Regions from separate parts of the Mus musculus genome. Here regions 2, 3 and 4 are each linked to region 1. Evidence: chromatin contacts called from public HiChIP or PLAC-seq and promoter capture Hi-C data. All regions are on one chromosome and are shown on one strand. The core of a region is the stretch at or near the end of the contact, and the rest is flanking DNA. Distances in the headings are between cores, read along the strand shown.

Region 1 (2,895 bases), core at 252-2,751:
CCCCTTTTTCATAGCCCAGCAAGGCTGCCTCTGGTTCCAAACACCAAGATGTTGCTTGAGAGCTCCTGGATTCCTGCCTTGATGACGCCCAGGAAATCAGCAGGAAGACGTCTTGACATTTATTTTAAAGAGATGATTTACCCTCTCTGACACCATGTGATGTGCCGCTCTGTATGGGGTCTTAACTTTATCATTTGAGTGCTTTAATATTCTACACAAGCAATAGTGCCCAGGGAGTGGCCACTGGAAGAATATTCTCTGTAGTTGTTGATTTTCTGAGTGTGTGTTGCACCCATTTGTATGTCTGTGAGTATGTATAAGTGTGTGCATATGTGTGTGAGTGTATGCATGTGTGTGCACATGTATATGTGCATGCATGTGTGCCTGTGAGTGTGTATAAGTGAGTATGTATTCCTGTCAGTGTGTGAATGTGTGCGCGTGAGTGTGTACCTGTGTGTGCACTCACGTGTGTGTGCACGCACACACATATGGGAGGGGGTTCCCTTTTTCAGTATTCCATAATTTTCCATTTTGGGCCCTCTGGGAATTACTATTAAGAAACATGATTATGGAATGCTGCCTATTTCCAGAAGGATGCTTTCATAAAACTCAGTCTACTCAGAGAACTCTTCATGGGTGGATTTGTATTCCTGAAGCACCAACTAAAATAAGAAATGTTAATTTCTCGCAGACTATTATCAGATGATTTTTAAATATCTGCCAAGCAGGAATGTCTGTTCCCATGTGAGGAATTTCCGTAATAAAATCCTGGCACCGGAGCACAAGGCAATAGTTTTATAGAAACAGAGAAAAACAGCACGCGTTTTCCCGGAGGACAGTTTTAGCTACAATTCACCAACGCTTGCTTCGTTATTTCTGTCTTATTTTATGCTTTTGTTTTGAAACATAATGCAGTTTTACCTGGATACACTCCCGGGCAATCAGGAAATAGCTCACTATGTTGGTTGGTACTGCCAAATACAAGACCTGCGGAAAATCAGAAGGCTTCCTTGCCTGGCTGCTTTCCTCACCCCAAAGGGTGGCAGGGCACAAAATGGGTTAAAGCTTATTGGAGAATAGAGGGGAGGGGAGGGAGCCCCGAGGAGGCCAGGAGCAGCGGGCAGCGGGCAGCGCCTCCAGGTCCAGCTTCCATCACCTGCAGCCGCTGCGGAGCTCAGAAAGCTGCTGGCTGCTGCTGTGCTTTTTGGAGGAGGAAGGATGCTGGGGCAAATTTCTAAGACCGGTGCGAGGAGTGGGCGTGGCCTCGGCAGCAGTGTGTAAGCTTGTTAGGACAGAAGCTGGTTGCTTTTCTGTGAGGAACCAGTACTGAGGGCAGGGGAGAAGGAGGGTGGGGAAGAAAGAGAGAGAGAAAGAGAGAGAGGAGAGGGAGAGAGAGAAGGAAGGAGGAGCAAGGGAGGAGGGAGGAGGGAGAGGAGGAGGAGAGAGCGCGCGCGTGAGAGGAGGGAGGGGGAGGAAAGAGATCCAGAGAGCTAGAGATACTGAAGACCCAGTCAGTGCTGGGTGAAGGACTGAGGAGAACCTGTCTCCAGCGCTCTGAGAGCCACTCGAGATATTTTGGGGAGCTCAAAAATTATGAATATGGGATCTGTCGCTGGAGCTGTTCTCAAGATGTTACTTCTGTTGTCTACTCAAAATTGGAACAGAGTGGAAGCTGGGAATTCATGTAAGTACACAGCAAATGATTTAAAACTTGCAGGGGGGCTCCGCGCAAAACTTTGATTCTGTTGTTTTCACGATTAATCTTTTCAACTGGAATCGCTGCGGGGCTAGGAAAAGCACTACAGGGAAATTGTGCAAATATGATCGGGTTCCTCTTGGTCTGGTCAAAATATGCAATATGTTATTTGGATTTTTTTTTTTTTACTAGCAGAATTTCACTCTCTTTGAATATTCATTGAGAAGACTCAACTTCTAGTAAAACATTAAATTAGCATCTTAATCGGGGGACCAGCCCGGGAACGTCTTCCATTGCGCCTGTCTTGAGGTCATTAAATTTCATTGGGATTATTTGTCTACCAGGAAAACAACCCGCAGACTTGATATTCTGCTGCATTAGCTGAGATTTCTGAAGTTTGCGATTTAGCAGTGGCTGGCTGCATCTCTGAAATGGTGCAGGCTAATAGCTGAGACATACTGCAGACTTCGCGGGCAGGGGCAGGCAGAACTGGTGGAGGCACAGCTCAGCACTGGAGAGCTGTGTCCTCAGGCAGAAGAGCACTCCTGGATGGGTACCCATCCCTACATCTCCCTTAAAGGGAAATGTGCAGGTGACTTCCCCCTCCCCCACCACCCGCTTAAGTAGTGTTCTCTAGTGGTTGAATTTTCAACTTCATGTATTTGTGATTGATTGTCTTAGTGCTGAGTTCATTGATTCGAGGAACATTTGTTATGGTCTCGTTGCTTAATTTAAATATCATCCAAAATACCCTGGCCCAACTCTTTCGTCAGCTTGCCATTGGAAATAGGAAAAGTTTTAAAAGTTTATATTTGGTTTAGATTCTTTAGATAGAAGAATTTCCTCTTTTTATGTATGATAAAAACAGCCAAGCAAACACACAACTTTCTATTTCTTTCTCTGCTTTACAAGAAAGGGTTATAAGTCCTGCTCAGGAATGGATGGGACCTGCCTTACTGACAGCTTTAGGTTTGAGAGACAAGACATTGGTAACTCTCTTTGCCATAGACCCTCTTTTGCCTTAACTGTAGAGTCCTCACGAGGGAAAGGCACAGGGAACTCACTGCCACGAGCTCGTGTCCACCCACTGATGATTTTTCAGGAGCTCATTTAATGTCAGAATTTACCTGCCACTCTGCAAAGGCAAAGGAGAGAACTTCACTCCTAGGCTGGACTGTGCTTCCCATTCAATTTCAAAT
Region 2 (2,895 bases), core at 245-2,744, 980 kb after region 1:
AGATTGATTCAGATCAGCACAAGGAGGAGAAGGTCCAAGATAACATGAATAAAAACCATCTGAAGCCTAAAGAGCCAGATCAATAGCAATATGCACGTATCATGGGATGGAGCTGGGAGGTAGCCATATTAGCATAGGGGTTATTATAGATCTCTTACCTGTCCAGAATTGAGGTGCAGCTTTGGTTTCTCTGTATGGTTATTGGGGAGTAGCAAAGATAAAGAAATACAGCCACTGGATGAATTCACTGTTTATGCTTACATTAAAGGTAATTCATTTTACAGGATAGTATCTTCCAGTCTCAACAGAATGCTTGCTCATGGACCCTTCTCTAGGTCCAGACCTTCCCTCTTCCTAAGGACACCTGCCCCACAGGACTACAGACTCACACTGCACCGTCCCTTCATGAACTAATCCTAACTAACACCTGAAGCAACCCCGTTCCTATATAATCTTTCATCCAGAGGACTAAGGCTTAGGACAGTAACATGGACATATTAAAGGCACACAATCCACCTCGTACTATGCTATAAATAAAAAATACTTACAGAGTAACAAAGACTGCATGTCTTTCAATTGTAATTTTACATGGATTATACACTGAGCTACTAATATTTTGGATGTGTCAAAGGGAAATACACAATATCAGAATTAATTGCATCTGTCACTTTTTATTTTTTTAATGCAACTTTCTAGGGTATTTTAAGTTTTTGTTACATTATTCATTTATGCTTATGTGTAGCTGTGTGGGTCTGTGTATGTGTGAGTCTTGGGGGTTTAACTTAAGTGATCAGTCTCAACAGCAAGTATCTTTACCCACTGGGCCATCCTTCCATGCTTTGAAGAGTCGTGTGCATAGCATATGACTATTGGACAGGGCTGATCTAGAAGAAATGCTTTCTTTCTGAGGACAGACACCATTGTCACATTCTCTCAGCCTCCGCATGCCATGGGGAGAGTAGACTAGGAAGTGGGGTAACAGGCACTAGGGGTAAAGATGGGTGTTGTACTACCACCCGGGACTCCTCGGGCAGAGGTGGCTGTAACTAGATTTGCTTTACTCCTTCCCCTGCACCTTCTTGTGTTCCTAATGTATTCTTTTCTTCATTCTTCTCCCTTTTACATTGTCTTTTTCCTTTTTGATAAGATTATATCGGCCAAGACAACCTGCCATTCGGAGCTCCAGCGGCAGCGAGTCCCCGGGATAATTAGCTGCCTTGCACCTCAGTCCTCATTAGAAGCTGATTGACTGAGAAAGCTTTACTCCGAGTAAAATCATCACCTGCCAGTGTGAGGTTACTTCTGAGAAAGGCTGGGCCTGCCCAGAATATGTCTAGTGTCCTTTAAGCAACAATGTACTGGTTCTGCTTTCCTAACCTCATCAATCCCCTTGATCCTGTCAATCAGAGCGAAGCGCTCGCTCCCCTTCCGCACGACTCTCGGGACCACTCTCGGAGGGGGAAAAAAATAATATGCCATGGGAGTGGAGGTGGAAGGCAGCCATGCTTACATCAGTGTCCTAAGGAGATGGCCAATTGCCCTTGCCGCCAGAGCCTCAGCCCTGCCCTCGGTATCGATTTTAAACTCTTCCTTTGATCTCAGGAGCTACCCAATAGCCTTGAAATAACTTCTTTTTTGGCACCTCTGCTGCCCACATCATTCTTTGCTTTTGCACACAGGGCTCTTACTATAATTATTCTGATTTTTCAAAGCAGTGAAAAGGACCTTTGTCCCCTGGCTTGCAAATCCCAGTGTCAGTGTGAATAGGATAAGGAGATAAAGCAGTTGGAGCCCAGCCACAGCTTTGTCTCTTGGAAAACTACAAGCTGCCTGGTGGAGAGCTGGGAGCTCTGTCTCACAGAGCCTCTGGGGTCCTCGGTTCCATGCCACAGGATGGAGCTCTAGGGGGTAAGAGGTAAATAGGATGGGGAAATCTGGGTTCTACCCCCAGATTTCCACCTCTGGAACAGTACTACAGAGAATTCTTCACACTCAATCTGTCCCTCATGAAATCAGGTTTGACCCTGTGCCTGGAGTTATGCAGCCCGGGTCATCTTTAAGGCAAGCCTTAAATTTTGTCCCCAAAGAAGCATCTATGTCCCTCTGACTTGTATATGCAACTTCAATTACCTTTATCACCTAGCTAGAATACTGAAGGTTTTGCCTGAATTTCCAGGTTGATCCAGGTAAACAGAATGGCTTGCTGTCTTCCCAATGGACACATAACTAACTGCACCCTTCTTTGGATGGAACAGACTTGGTCATTGTTTCTCATTGGTTCTAATGATTCCTCAGTTCAGTCTCTCAGGTGTTTTTATAATAGAACAAAGACGGGGTCTACATGAGACTTCGTCTAAGGTTTTTCGATCTGTTGCGTTTGCTAACCGAGCTATCAAGAAGCATGTTGTTTCTCTGTAAACTGAGTATCTGTCAGTCGGCGCTAGCTGAACTAATGGGTGGGTGCCAGCAGGAAGAGGACTCAGATTGAGCCCGGCCCCTTTAATGTGTGCAGGTGAATGACTTAAGTGTACAACAGCGCCTACTGCACACACTGAGTTTCAGGTACCAGTCTCTGGGCAAGGTGGTGTTATGGTTTATTTCATTTATTTTGTTTTTTTAATTCATGTGTATGTGTACTCATGTATGCAAGCACATATCAGTGTGTGTGTTTATGTGTGTAAAGCAAAGACTAATTTCAGTTGTCACCCTCAGAAACACTGTCCACTCCCACCCATTATCAACAAGATCTCACTATCAACAAGGCCAACAAGATTAGGCTAGATTGGTCACAGAGCCCCATGGAACCTCCTGTCTCCACCTCCCCAGTGCTGGGATTCCAACAATGTGCTTCCCAGGGTGGCATTTCCCATGGGCTCTGTTGACAGATCTCAGCTC
Region 3 (2,895 bases), core at 256-2,755, 950 kb after region 1:
ATTTTCCCTAGACTTAGAAGGAAGAAGGCCCTAAATCTCAGATGCTGTGACGAATAAACAAGATGCCTAGGAGAATGCCAGAGGCAGTGGGATGCTACAGAGAGCTAGGGTCTACAGGAAAGGAACAATATGGAGCAAGCACTGACTTCGTGATGGAGCTGGAATTTGAACCCTGCATTTTCTGCCTCCACACCCTTATTTGGATAAGACACAGTTGGTGGTCAGAGCACTGATACCCATGTTGTTCTCTAGAGTTTGACATGGGAGCTGGGGCAGCACTCAGACTTACTGATGGCTATCTAGTGCTGGGAACACCGTTTTAGACTATGTTACATTACCATCTCTTGAAAAGGTCTATGCTCCCCAGGGGGTTATCTATTACCAGTGGAAGCACAGAGCTGAGACCAAAATTCAGTATGTCTTACTTGGACTCATCCAATCACAGAATGTTCTAGGATCTCCAAACACTGTGAGTTGAGACTAAATCTCCTATCCCATGTGCCTACTCTCTTGAATATTTGATATCTACTAACTGTTCAAAACAATCTCAAATAATGTTCTTGTAAACTTGGATATAACAGAAGGAAAGCAATAGTTTAAGCAGACATAAAATCAAATGAGCTTGTTTTTAAAGTAAAATAAATTCAAGTCTTTCAAACACACTTTGATAAAATAGTTTTCTGATCGACCTCTCTAATCATTTCTAAGTTAATAATTTCTTCTCCAGACAAACTCACTCATCAGCCGATAAAGCATTCATTCTATCAGCCATCTGCCCATACATCATACACCTTGTGGCTACCTATTACTAGTTGCAAACACTAATCTTGGGTCTGAAGATCTAAGGCCTAACAGGGCAGGACTCTATCCACAAAGGAATTTATAGTCTAGTAGGAGATACTGAGAATAAATCAGCAAGTTGATTGTTATGGCAACACACCTTATGTGTAGTAAAGGATGGAGAAGGGGAAATGAGGAGAGCAAGAGAGGGAAAGATAGGAAAAGATTCACATAGCAGGGGAGGATACACCAGAGTGGAGAGTGAAACCATTTAAAAGCTGAGAACTAAGTGACGAAACACAGAAGGGGTCTAAATGGAATTCTCATACCAAGAATTTTCAAAGGATGTTTAGTCTGTGTTTCGGTGGAGACACAGATTTATCTGGATATAAAAATACACAAGGTGGCTAGTGCTTTGCCCAGACTGTTCTAATCCATGTCCTCGATCTGTGCTCTGCTCCTACTGTGCTGAGAGAGATCTTTGGTACCCTTAGGTCCATTTCTTCAAAGACTTCCTGGCCAGTAACTGCTCAGTTCCTGGTTCCTGAGACTCTTTTTCTAACCCCTTAGTCCATGTTCAGAGTTCTATTTTACTAAAGAAACTAACTTAAAGTCATTGTGGTGGTTTGAATGAAAATAGCTCCCAGTGATGCATATGGAGTGGCATTTTGGAGGTGTGGTCTTGTTGGAGGAAGTGTCACAGGGAGTGGCCTTTGAGGTCAAGCCTGGACCCATGACTCACCTTCTCTTCCTGCTGCTTTCAGATCCAGATGGAGAACTCTCGGCTCCTCTCAGCACCATGTCTGCCTACTTGAGGACAAACACTGATGTGTTCATGAGTCTTAAGTTATTTCTAGGTTCAAAGTTATCTGACAACAGAATTCACTTGGATGGTTACAAATCCATTGCTTATCAAAGTGTCTGCTTGTGAAGGGAGTTCTACAAAGTAAATTTATCAAATCGCAGCAATAACAAAGCTCTGATTTGTTTTTATTTAGCTTTAATTCTGTTGACCTTGTTCAATAGCAACATGAATCTGTGTTGGTTGGTCCTGAAAATGTCTAAGTTTATAAATATCTATAAAGATCATAAGGATTAGTCATTTATATTATGAGCTCAGCTTGAGTTAATATTCTTACCCACTTATGTCCTCCATTTAGGATCTTGATCTTTCTTTCCCTTTTTTTCTGATATTATTTTAAGTCCTGTTACAGTGTGATGGTTTCCTTTGCATCAGGCGTAGTGCCAGGAATTTTCTAGAAGGGATACGTAGCCTAAGTTTTAGTGGATAAATAGAAGCTATCTGAGTAGACCAGTTAGTACAAAAGAGGGCCAAAGCTTGGCTCAAACATCCCTAAATCTAAATCTCACACCCTTCCTCTGCCCTGGTTGTCTTGTTTTTAGAACTGACCTAGCTTATACCCTTAAGCTTGCCACTTCATGCACTTGCTGGTCACTGATGCTTCAACAGCTGGTTTCAGAGAGATAGACAGACAGACAGACCCAAGATCTTAAATGCCAATGCTATTCTGAGTAGAATTTATTGTCTCTTTTGTATTATTGCTTTCAAATGTAAAAATTATATTTTTGTTTATCATACACTTATCTTTTGAATTCACACGGCTTAGAGCAAATGTTGAGATAACTTTCAGTGCTTCAACTACGTTCTACCTGTCCTTTACCTCCAGTGTCCTTCGTGAATGTTTCGGTTTTTGGTTTGTTTGTGTCTTTTGCGTTAGCTACTGCTCCAAAGATCGTAAAGGGACAATGGCAGGATCTGATCTCAGGTTTTAATAGGAAGTGGCCTTAATGCTTTATTCTTCAAAATATCATCTGCTGTTTTGGGACCTAGCATTTGTTATTTTCCAGTGGCCTTCTTCTCATCCTTCCTCCGTACAGTGATCCACAATAGCTTTTGCATTTTACTGAATAGCCTTTCAGCTGCGATTGATATGCCTGGGATTGTTGATATAATAAAATATGTTGATAAAGTCTGTGATTCCGAAGTCCTTGTGCTACTGGAATGCATTTCATTTGCCGTATCATATAATTTAAAAAATGGATATCTGGACTCAGACATCTAATAGTTTATTTGAAATACTTCCTTTTATATCT
Region 4 (2,895 bases), core at 200-2,699, 930 kb after region 1:
TATTTTGGACAAAAATGTGGCATAAATTAGACATGAATCTTGAAAGGGGAGTCAGAGGGAGGTAGCTCTGGATGGATATTATTTCTATATAGATATATAGAATTTTCAATGAATAAAAATATCATTAGAAAAGAAGAGTACATATATTCAGATTTCTAAGATAAAAATTATTGAGATGAATAATGGAGACATTTGCATTGCCCTGGGAATACAATGAATATCACAGAATTATGCCCTTGATAATTTTAATAAATATAGTTTTATAATTCAAAAGAAGAAGAAAAGTTACTAAAATAAGTTATAAAAATTCCAACATTAGGAACTAGAGAGATGGCTCAGCAATTAAGAACACTTGTAGAGAACCCAGGTTCAGTTCCCAGCTCCCACAAGATAGCACTGAACCACCCATAATTCTAGTTACAAAGGATCTGAAGACCTCTTCTGACCTCTAAGGGTATCAGAATGCATGTAATAATCTGCATGCAAACCAGTATGCAAAGCACTTATATCACCCTTCTCACAAACCACATACACTCAGCACTTTTCATGCATTAGACCCCCCCAACATATTACCAGAAAATATGTAATTTTAAAAACTTTCATGAACTCGTAAAACCCTATTTTCAAATGTGACCATGTCTTTTCTAGTTTACCTAGAAAGAACAGAAGGGCTATTATCTTTCCCTCAAACCTGGTTAATTGTTTTATTTTTATTTTTTAATTTGTATATGGGTGCTCATTCATCAGACATGCCAGTTGATGTGCAGACATGCCTCCCGCGTGCAGCACAATCATGCAAGTGTGCCTTACAAAAATGCGTCTTGATAAACTCCGGCTCGCACTGTTTCCATAAAAAAAATGTAAAGTATATTTATAATTTCATATGCCACGTTCCAGTTCTGCAGCTAAGTGAGAGAGCAACATGCCTGGGGTTGCACAGCTGGCAAATTGCTGAGCTGGGATTCCGTTGCTGACAGCTGGTATTCATCAGCACTCACGGTCCTCGCTACCCCTGCACACAAGGCCTTCCAACCCCATCTCTGCACCTCTGATGTCTTGTTCAGCGGCGAGGAGGGGAAGGGAGCGAAAAGGCAGATGAGCTGGACTTTATCCAACATTCTCTGTGCATTGATCGTTTATGACTCGAGCCCTTATTTCATTTGTTCCTCAAAGACACCCAGAAAAGGTTGTATTTCCAATTCATTTAAAAATAAGGAAACTGAGGCTGAGAGAGGTTCGGGATCATAACAGTAAGAAAATCAACGCTGAGCCGGGCGTGGTGGCACACCCCTTTAATCCCAGCACTCGGGAGGCAGAGGCAGGCGGATTTCTGAATTCGAGGCCAGCCTGGTCCACAAAGTAAGTTACAGGACAGCTAGGGCTATACAGAGAAACCCCGTCTCGAAAAACCAAAAAAAAGATAAAAGAAAATCAACGCTGAGCGCCAAAGCTCTATGCGCGGAAGATTTCGTAACAGCAAAAAGCAACGTACGAGGAAAGGGAGATAGACCTCAAGCTGATTCCATTTCATTTATTTCTCATTTTTGGCCGTGGCTTATTTTTAAACTCGGTTGTAAATGGCTGAAGAGAGCACTTAGCACTCACGCCACCGAACGCTCCTTGCTGATGGTCGACGTCACGCGGACCTGGGGTGATGAAGGGCGCTTGGCAAGTGTGGTTTCTCCAGGTAGAGGAAGAAAGTGTTGCAAACACCAAGGCACCGAGCCCAGTAAGGATCTATGGCTCATGGGAATGTGTGTTTCATCCCTAGAACGCCTCCCCAAGCTCTCAAAATTGTTCAACAATATCTTGTCCCTTCCATGGGTCAATACATTTATTCACTCTCCCAGTTTTCTTTCTGCCTCTCTGTCATAAGACATTTTAATTGCAGTCAGAGATGTGCTCACTGTACCGAGCAACCTTTCCTGATATGCACCTCTCCAACCCTAATATCATCTTTCTAAGAACCAATTTTTAAGTCTCTATCGATCAGACATGGCTTGCCGATTTTCTACGTCTCTGTTGTTCAGATATAGCTTCCTCAGAACAGTTATGCAAGCAAGACCTACCACTCTCCACAACTGCCCCAGGCTTCCTCAGTGCAACTGTAGCTGCTTATCTAGAGACCTGATTAAGTGTCCCAAAATACCCAGGATTAATGGTCACATCTGGAGGATTGATAAAGGAGAGGAGGGTTTTACCACTCAAAAGAGTATTGAGAGGAACATAGACTTATCCACAGGGCTTTCAGCCTTGCCCATGACTAACAAAGTGAAACCAAATATTGCTATGAGTAGAGACAGCATAGTGAAAGCAAGGAGAGTTGGTACCCCACGAGATCTAGGTAATAAGCATAGAGGCCACCAAATTCACCACAGGTCCTTGCCAAGTGGGTCATGACACAGTAGAGTCCAAGGGGGCTCCATGGCCACAGTAGAGTGACATTAGTGAAGCACTCATATACTGTTCCCTGCAGATGCTTCATGGCCACTGCCAAGTTCATGCTTGAAAAGATATCAGGACAGGAGCTCAAGCAAGAACTTGGTGAAGAAACCACAGAGGAGAGTTGCTTGCTGGCTCATCCATGCTTAAGCAGGATACAGCCCAGGACTACCGGACCCAGGTCTGGTGTTGCTCCTCACAATGAACTGGCCCCTTCTGCAACAGTTAACAACAGTGTCATCCCTCATAGGCATGCCTACATTGCAACCTGACAGACACAACTCCTCCCTTGAACCGCTAGCTCAGGTGTAACTTGGCTCTGTCCAGTTGACAGTTAATGCTAACTTGGAGACCCTCTGAGTGAACAGATCCAAATATTTCCTAATGCTTTCCCTTTTGGGTTTTTTTTGGGGGGGTGGGGGGGGTGTAGGGAAACCTGGGTAGTTTATTATG

What was found. Promoter capture Hi-C pulls out the DNA fragments that hold promoters and counts their contacts. HiChIP or PLAC-seq counts read pairs in DNA pulled down with a chosen protein or histone mark.
Region 2: a contact with region 1 is called in a promoter capture Hi-C map of hippocampal neurons, with 14 times the contacts expected there. The contact joins the enhancer-like site here to the promoter of Cntnap4 in region 1. A contact is called at or near these places in 13 of 39 promoter capture datasets (the 3T3-L1 cell line, the C10 cell line, the HPC-7 cell line and 8 more), 2 of 484 Hi-C or Micro-C datasets (cerebral cortex and nephron progenitors), 6 of 115 datasets of contacts at active chromatin or transcription factors (embryonic basal ganglia, embryonic forebrain, embryonic hindbrain and 3 more) and 2 of 9 other capture datasets (adipose tissue and liver).
Region 3: an H3K27ac HiChIP or PLAC-seq map of embryonic fibroblasts shows a contact between it and region 1, with 9 times the contacts expected there. The contact joins the enhancer-like site here to the promoter of Cntnap4 in region 1. A contact is called at or near these places in 14 of 39 promoter capture datasets (the 3T3-L1 cell line, 3T3-L1-derived adipocytes, the C10 cell line and 9 more), 1 of 484 Hi-C or Micro-C datasets (gonadal supporting cells), 3 of 115 datasets of contacts at active chromatin or transcription factors (embryonic basal ganglia, embryonic fibroblasts and forebrain) and 1 of 9 other capture datasets (embryonic stem cells).
Region 4: a contact with region 1 is called in an H3K27ac HiChIP or PLAC-seq map of SST interneurons, with 11 times the contacts expected there. The contact joins the enhancer-like site here to the promoter of Cntnap4 in region 1. A contact is called at or near these places in 1 of 39 promoter capture datasets (cranial neural crest), 3 of 484 Hi-C or Micro-C datasets (cerebral cortex and cortical neurons), 5 of 115 datasets of contacts at active chromatin or transcription factors (SST interneurons, embryonic basal ganglia, embryonic forebrain and 2 more) and 1 of 9 other capture datasets (pancreatic islet).

Annotation. Positions count from the first base shown.
Region 1 is chr8:112,568,542-112,571,436 of GRCm38.p6, forward strand. Cntnap4 (contactin associated protein-like 4) reads left to right here and starts at 1,502. Exons shown (of 24, transcript NM_130457.2): 1 at 1,502-1,684. The coding sequence starts at 1,594. Gm26994 (predicted gene, 26994) reads right to left here and starts at 1,034. Exons shown (of 6, transcript NR_132433.1): 1 at 922-1,034.
Region 2 is chr8:113,553,482-113,556,376 of GRCm38.p6, forward strand. No RefSeq gene overlaps it. Among named protein-coding and RNA genes, the nearest start is that of Gm24291, 26 kb to the left of the region's middle. Within about 2 kb of position 1,495, at least 23 of the 459 cell types and tissues checked have an H3K27ac peak or open chromatin away from gene starts, as enhancers often do. A contact at or near this core is called in neural tube, where this site is marked.
Region 3 is chr8:113,522,271-113,525,165 of GRCm38.p6, forward strand. The region is part of intron 1 of 4930571O06Rik (RIKEN cDNA 4930571O06 gene); the gene reads left to right. Among named protein-coding and RNA genes, the nearest start is that of Gm25766, 4.1 kb to the left of the region's middle. Within about 2 kb of position 1,506, at least 28 of the 459 cell types and tissues checked have an H3K27ac peak or open chromatin away from gene starts, as enhancers often do. A contact at or near this core is called in embryonic fibroblasts, where this site is marked.
Region 4 is chr8:113,496,107-113,499,001 of GRCm38.p6, forward strand. No RefSeq gene overlaps it. Among named protein-coding and RNA genes, the nearest start is that of 4930571O06Rik, 20 kb to the right of the region's middle. Within about 2 kb of position 1,450, at least 12 of the 459 cell types and tissues checked have an H3K27ac peak or open chromatin away from gene starts, as enhancers often do. A contact at or near this core is called in SST interneurons, where this site is marked.